Regions from separate parts of the Mus musculus genome. Here region 1 is linked to region 2. Evidence: chromatin contacts called from public HiChIP or PLAC-seq data. All regions are on one chromosome and are shown on one strand. The core of a region is the stretch at or near the end of the contact, and the rest is flanking DNA. Distances in the headings are between cores, read along the strand shown.

Region 1 (2,700 bases), core at 21-2,520, 590 kb after region 2:
GCAGATCAATTAAGTGGCAATACATGCTACATTATAATTTTAATCACCATGAAATTAAAATATGGTAATGAGCGTTAACATGACTTCATCCTTTCAAACTATGATTTAATTTATGGAATTCTTCTTGACTGCTGCCTTATTTCTCGGGTTCTTTCTGTCTTGATCCGCAGGCATCTTTAGATTACACCCTTTCCGGTAGATATTATTCAAGACAGCCACTAACTAAATGAGCTCTTCTTTCCTTATCAATTAAGGATCTTGTAGGCTATTCTTACTCATTTTAATTTAGTTCTTTTCCCTGCATAAAATATGCAGGGAATTAGAATAATTTTTTTTTAAAGCAGAAAGGCCTCTCTTTGGTTTCCATATGGTGTACTTTTCCCACTGACACATAAAAGCAGGCCAAATGTCATTTTGCTTTTCTCAAGGTCACCTTCCTTGAGCATATTTAAGGGTAGGAGCAGAGTCTGTTCTTGTTGTCATTGTAGCTGCCACACGGACAGTACTACTTCCCTTGCCTCTCTGCTGTGCACCTGTGATGTCCCAACTCCACCGTGTCCTCAGTGAGGAAGTCAGCTAGCAAAGACCACATTCCCCCTTTGCCATTAAAACCTTTAATTCTAAGCACCTACTTACAAAGCTCCTTGTTGGTGGGTTTAAAACGTATGTCCAAAGGCAAGAAAATGGTTTACTAGCAAATCAGAACCTCTCATGGCTGCCCATCAGCTACAGGACAGAGTGAAATTTTCTATGAATTAGTCCTGTTTAGGTGGGCAGCCTTGTCTCCAGCACTCCCAGTGTTGTATGACATACTCTGCCATCTCCATCAACCCACGCACACCACGGTGTTCATGCCCCCTTGTCTTTATCTGTTTCAGTCGCGGTTCTGTGTGCCCTCTTCTTGTTGCCTTGGATCCTGCCTGCTCAGCTTTTATCAGGACTAAGGAAGTATCTTCAGGGAGCTTTTTCTGAAATCCAGGCTAACAGCATGAGATGCTTTTGTGCTGCAAGATGCTCGGAGGAAACTGGTAAAGGGACCTCTTTGCTGGCTTTCTATTGCTGTGGTAAATACCACGATCAAAAGTGATGTGGGGAGGAAAGGGTTAATTTAATCTCAAAGCTTACAGTCCATCATGGAGGAAACTCGGGGCAGGAAGTCAAGGCAAGAACCTGAAGCCAGGAACTGAAGCAGAGGCCTTGGGGACATGGTGACTGTTGGCTTTCTCTTAGGGCTCATGGTTAGCTACTCTATACCTCCCAGGACTATCTGCCCAGGGTGGAGCCACTCAGAGTGGGCAGGGCCTCACACATCAATCATCAATCAAGAAAAAGCCCCACACAAGTCAATCTGATGGAGACATTTGCTCAGTTGAGGTTCCCTCCTCTGAGATGACCCCAACTTGTGCCAAGTTGACAGAAAGCAAAGAGTACAGGGAGAAAGTACTTCAGGTGGAACTTTTGAAGGATTCCTGTATTGTAAAGCATGGAAGGCTGTTTACATCATGATGAACCAAGAAACAGAAAGAACCCTTGGGAACAAGAGTTGGGCTATAACCTTCAAAGCCCAGCCCCAGTGACTCACTTCTGCCAGGTCATAAGGATTCAATGTGGTTTCTAAATAGTACCACTGGCTGGGACATAATCACTCAAAATGTGGGCTTGCAGTTCAGAGTCAAGCCCTACCACAACCTCAGGTACACTTTCTTGTCTTTCTCCTGGGGTGCTTCTACATCCTGCATAGCCCTGTCACTGACAGTGACACTGGGAAGGTCAGTCTCCTTGTCCCCTTCCCTGTGTCCTGAGGTTGGCAGCTCCCCACACTCCCGACAATACTTAACCATTCTCATTACCTGAGGGAGCACAACAGACATGTGTCGAACTGAATTAAATTGAATTCCACTGTAGTGAGTATTTTTCTCTATTTACTGTCGGCCTTAAATTTGGGTTGTGTGGAATTTTGACATAGAGTACTTTTTAATTTTTATGGAGTTGAAAGTATTGATCTTTGTGTGATTTCTTCTATTGATTTTGAGCTTTAAAAAAAAATGAAGGACTAGTTTTTAAGAGACTCTTTATGACTGAGCTGAGAAATTTTGCCATCTCACTGTTCTCACTGAGAGGAGGGGCAACATGAGGCGGAGACAAAGGAGATGCCCTTCTCAGAAAGCCACAGCTCTTTTCCTGTTCTTCCCAGTAAAGAATGGTATCTGGGTCAAATGCACAAGTAACATTTTGTGTCTTGGCTTTTATGGTTTCCATTGGTCCGTGAAAGCAACCATCTTCAGGCTAAGCAATTCCATTTGTCTTTGGGCCTCTAAGGACAGTCTCTGTGTTGAGAGCTCTTGGATGAAAGAAAAATAGCAACTTCGGCTGTTTTACTGTTTGCTGATTTTATTTTCTCAATATGTAAAATGGCAACTGGCTCAGCAGACTTGGCTGGCCTGGCTCAGAGTGCTCTGCCCTTTGGGTCTTTATCTGAAATGTTAGCTCTCCCCCTGGGACCAGCTCCAGGGTCAAGGCCTAGGTAAGAACTTTCTCTGGTCAGCTTCCTCTCCTTCTAAACCTCTCCTTCTCTCCCATCAATCCCACAGCAAGTCCACACAAAGGCGTGGATGGTCTCTCCTTCAGTGGTTCACTTGTGGTTCAGAAATAACTAGGTTAACACCGACGGGCTCTCCGCTAATAGTGAGCCACATAGGC
Region 2 (2,700 bases), core at 26-2,525:
TTGAGGACCACAAGAAGAGGCAGTAGTGGGCCAATTCTGAGCTTTCTCCCCGTCTCCAGGCTGACATGTAGCTCGGTCACACGGGTGACCGCACCCTTCCTGAAGTTTGTGCCATGTGTCATCACGGCACAAAATGTTACTCTGTGACTGAGAACAGGGCTACTGAGTCAACAGCTTTCCTAAAATGACGGGTTTGGGGAGGAAATTAAAATTAAAAATTAGCACTTGCTGACAAGCCTGAGCACCTGAGTTGGATCCGTGAGAGCCTCTTTGTAGAGAGAAATAACTGATTCTTGAAAGTTGTCCCCTGGTCTCCACACCCTTATTGTGGCACAAAACCTTCCCCCAACTAATACAATCAATCAATCAATGTATGCTAAGGAAAATTAAGCCAAAGCCACTTGAGAAACAGATATCCTCAGACAACACTTTTGCCAACTTGGTGGTATCAAATTATTAGACATTAAGGACCTGTGCGTAAGGATTCAGTTGATTATAGGATCCACTCTCAATTCTGTGACCTTGAGTGGAGGAGAGAACATAGTTTATCTGGCCTCAGCTTCTTTATCGAGAAAATGGCATAATAATTTCTACCTCAGCACCAGCAGTAAAGAGTCAATGGATAAAATGTGCAGTGGTCCTGATGAGGGCCCTCAGAGCATCGCTGCCTTCTCTTCTTCCTGTGAGGTCCTTTAAGAGTTAACTCACAGAACAAATAGGCACAAAACCTGTGGCGTTTGGAAGAAGCTTGTGGGTGGACTTCCAGGCAGAAAGGGAAGTAGCTCGAGATACCACCCCATTAATGCTGACTAACTCCCCTGGAATTAAGTGAAGGACAAAGGAGCTTAATTCAGTGGGATCTCAAAGAAACAGTGTGTGTGTGTGTGTGTGTGTGTGTGTGTGTGTGTGTGTGTGCGCGCTTGTGAATCCTTTCCAAAGCCCACAGCCTCCTCAACAGGGCAGGGCCACCGTGGGTGGAACTAAGGGTTTCAGAACAATGGCAGGGATTCTAATCTCTCAGAAGAGCAGGGTAGCTGGGAGGCAGAGGAAGGTTGGGGTGGGTAGACTTCCCTGTGACTCTCCAGCTCTGGACTAAAGTGCTCAGGTTTGGGGAGGTTCCCAAGGTTCCTTGGCCATGCTGAATCAAGTGTCAGCCTAGGCTGATTCACAGCTTGAGACGCTGGCAGCTTGCAGCAGACCGGCGGGCCGGGCCGGCAGCCCAAGAGTGAGCTCATTAGCCACAGTGGACCCTAAGCTATGCCGAGTCGCCCAGGCTGCTTCGGTCTGTGAGGCATAGAAGCTTCGTGCCTGAGTCAGGACTGCACCAGCTTCCCAAATCACTGTCTCTGGAAGGGAGTTCCAAAGGCACTTGTCACTGAGTTCTTGGTGGTCCCAACATCCTGTCACAATTCTCTGCAAAAGGCTAATGACAAGTGATGTCATTCTATCCCTTAGTGAAAAGAGCACATGATTATATTCATGAAGTAGAAGCCCAGCCTTGGTCAGACACTGGGCCCCAGTCTGAGGTTTTGAAAATGTGGTTGTCATTAACAAGCCAGATGGAGACCTTCCTGTCTGCGGTACAAAAATCCACAAGACACAGCTGGCCTGCCTGACCTCAAAAAGGGCTTCTAGAAGAGTTTCTGTCCCGGAGAGAGGCAGACAGCAAGACAACCAGAGTACATTCATGCAAGGCCTTGGGCAATGGGGCATGTCTGTAATCTCAGCACTTGGGAGGCTGAGGCAAGGGGATCCGAAGTCCAAATCCAGCTTGTGTTGTGCTCTGAGGTACCGTCTCAAAAGATAAAAAGTATATATGAAAGAAAAAAGGAAGGCAGGAAAACATTCATACATGTGCACACACCCCATCTGTACACACACACACACAAACACACACGCAGACATGCACATACACATATACATACATACATACATACATATTCACACACATTGTCTATTTTTTTTAAAAATCAAAAAACAAAAGATATTCCTCCAAGGAAATCTGATGATTTATCTGATGACCAACTGGGCTACAGAACACCAGAGTTTAATGATGTCCCTTAAGGACAACCACATACCGAGAAGGTGTCTCTTGGGTGTGGGTGACTTGAAATAATCACCATTTGCTAACTTGTTCTTCCAGGGAAGTGTGTCAGCCTTGGGTGAGCGAGTCTACCACTGGAGTACGCACTTTTCCTCAGAGAGGCGCCTGCTCTCTCAAGCATCTCTCCATGGCTCACGGTGGTTTGATGAGTCACGTTAGTGAGCTGCCTTTGAAACAGAGGTTCCTTCCCAGAATCCTCTTCTAAAACACTTCCATAATGCTGTTATGTTACTAGTCTTGCAGGAGTTCAAGAAGGCTGAATTCTGCATCCTATTGGGTGTCTTCCCCTTTCTTTTCCTTTCTTCTCCCTCTTTGTCCCTTCTCTCCTCTTCTGATGAACACATGCCATGTACCGGAGGGCAGGATGGAATGGTCTTGTAGACTTGATCTAGGTCCTTTGCTGGCTTCCTTCATGAGTCAGACATGGTTTAAGACCTGTCTTCCTGGCTAAGCTTGGTGCAGGCTGGTGATGTCAGCTACCTGGGAGCCTGGGGCCCTTTGGGAATGGAGAGCTGAATGACAGCCACTCTCCTCACAAAAGTCCCTCTTTATTTAGAAATCCCATATGCTTGGCTTTTACCTTCTTAAGAAATATG

What was found. HiChIP or PLAC-seq counts read pairs in DNA pulled down with a chosen protein or histone mark.
Region 1: a contact with region 2 is called in a FOXA1 HiChIP or PLAC-seq map of pancreatic cancer cells. The contact joins two enhancer-like sites. A contact is called at or near these places in 1 of 115 datasets of contacts at active chromatin or transcription factors (pancreatic cancer cells) and 1 of 9 other capture datasets (embryonic stem cells).

What each region holds. Positions count from the first base shown.
Region 1 is chr7:113,733,796-113,736,495 of GRCm38.p6, forward strand. No RefSeq gene overlaps it. Among named protein-coding and RNA genes, the nearest start is that of Gm5600, 24 kb to the left of the region's middle. Within about 2 kb of position 1,271, at least 6 of the 459 cell types and tissues checked have an H3K27ac peak or open chromatin away from gene starts, as enhancers often do. A contact at or near this core is called in pancreatic cancer cells, where this site is marked.
Region 2 is chr7:113,146,681-113,149,380 of GRCm38.p6, forward strand. No RefSeq gene overlaps it. Among named protein-coding and RNA genes, the nearest start is that of Gm33659, 3.6 kb to the right of the region's middle. Within about 2 kb of position 1,276, at least 142 of the 459 cell types and tissues checked have an H3K27ac peak or open chromatin away from gene starts, as enhancers often do. A contact at or near this core is called in pancreatic cancer cells, where this site is marked.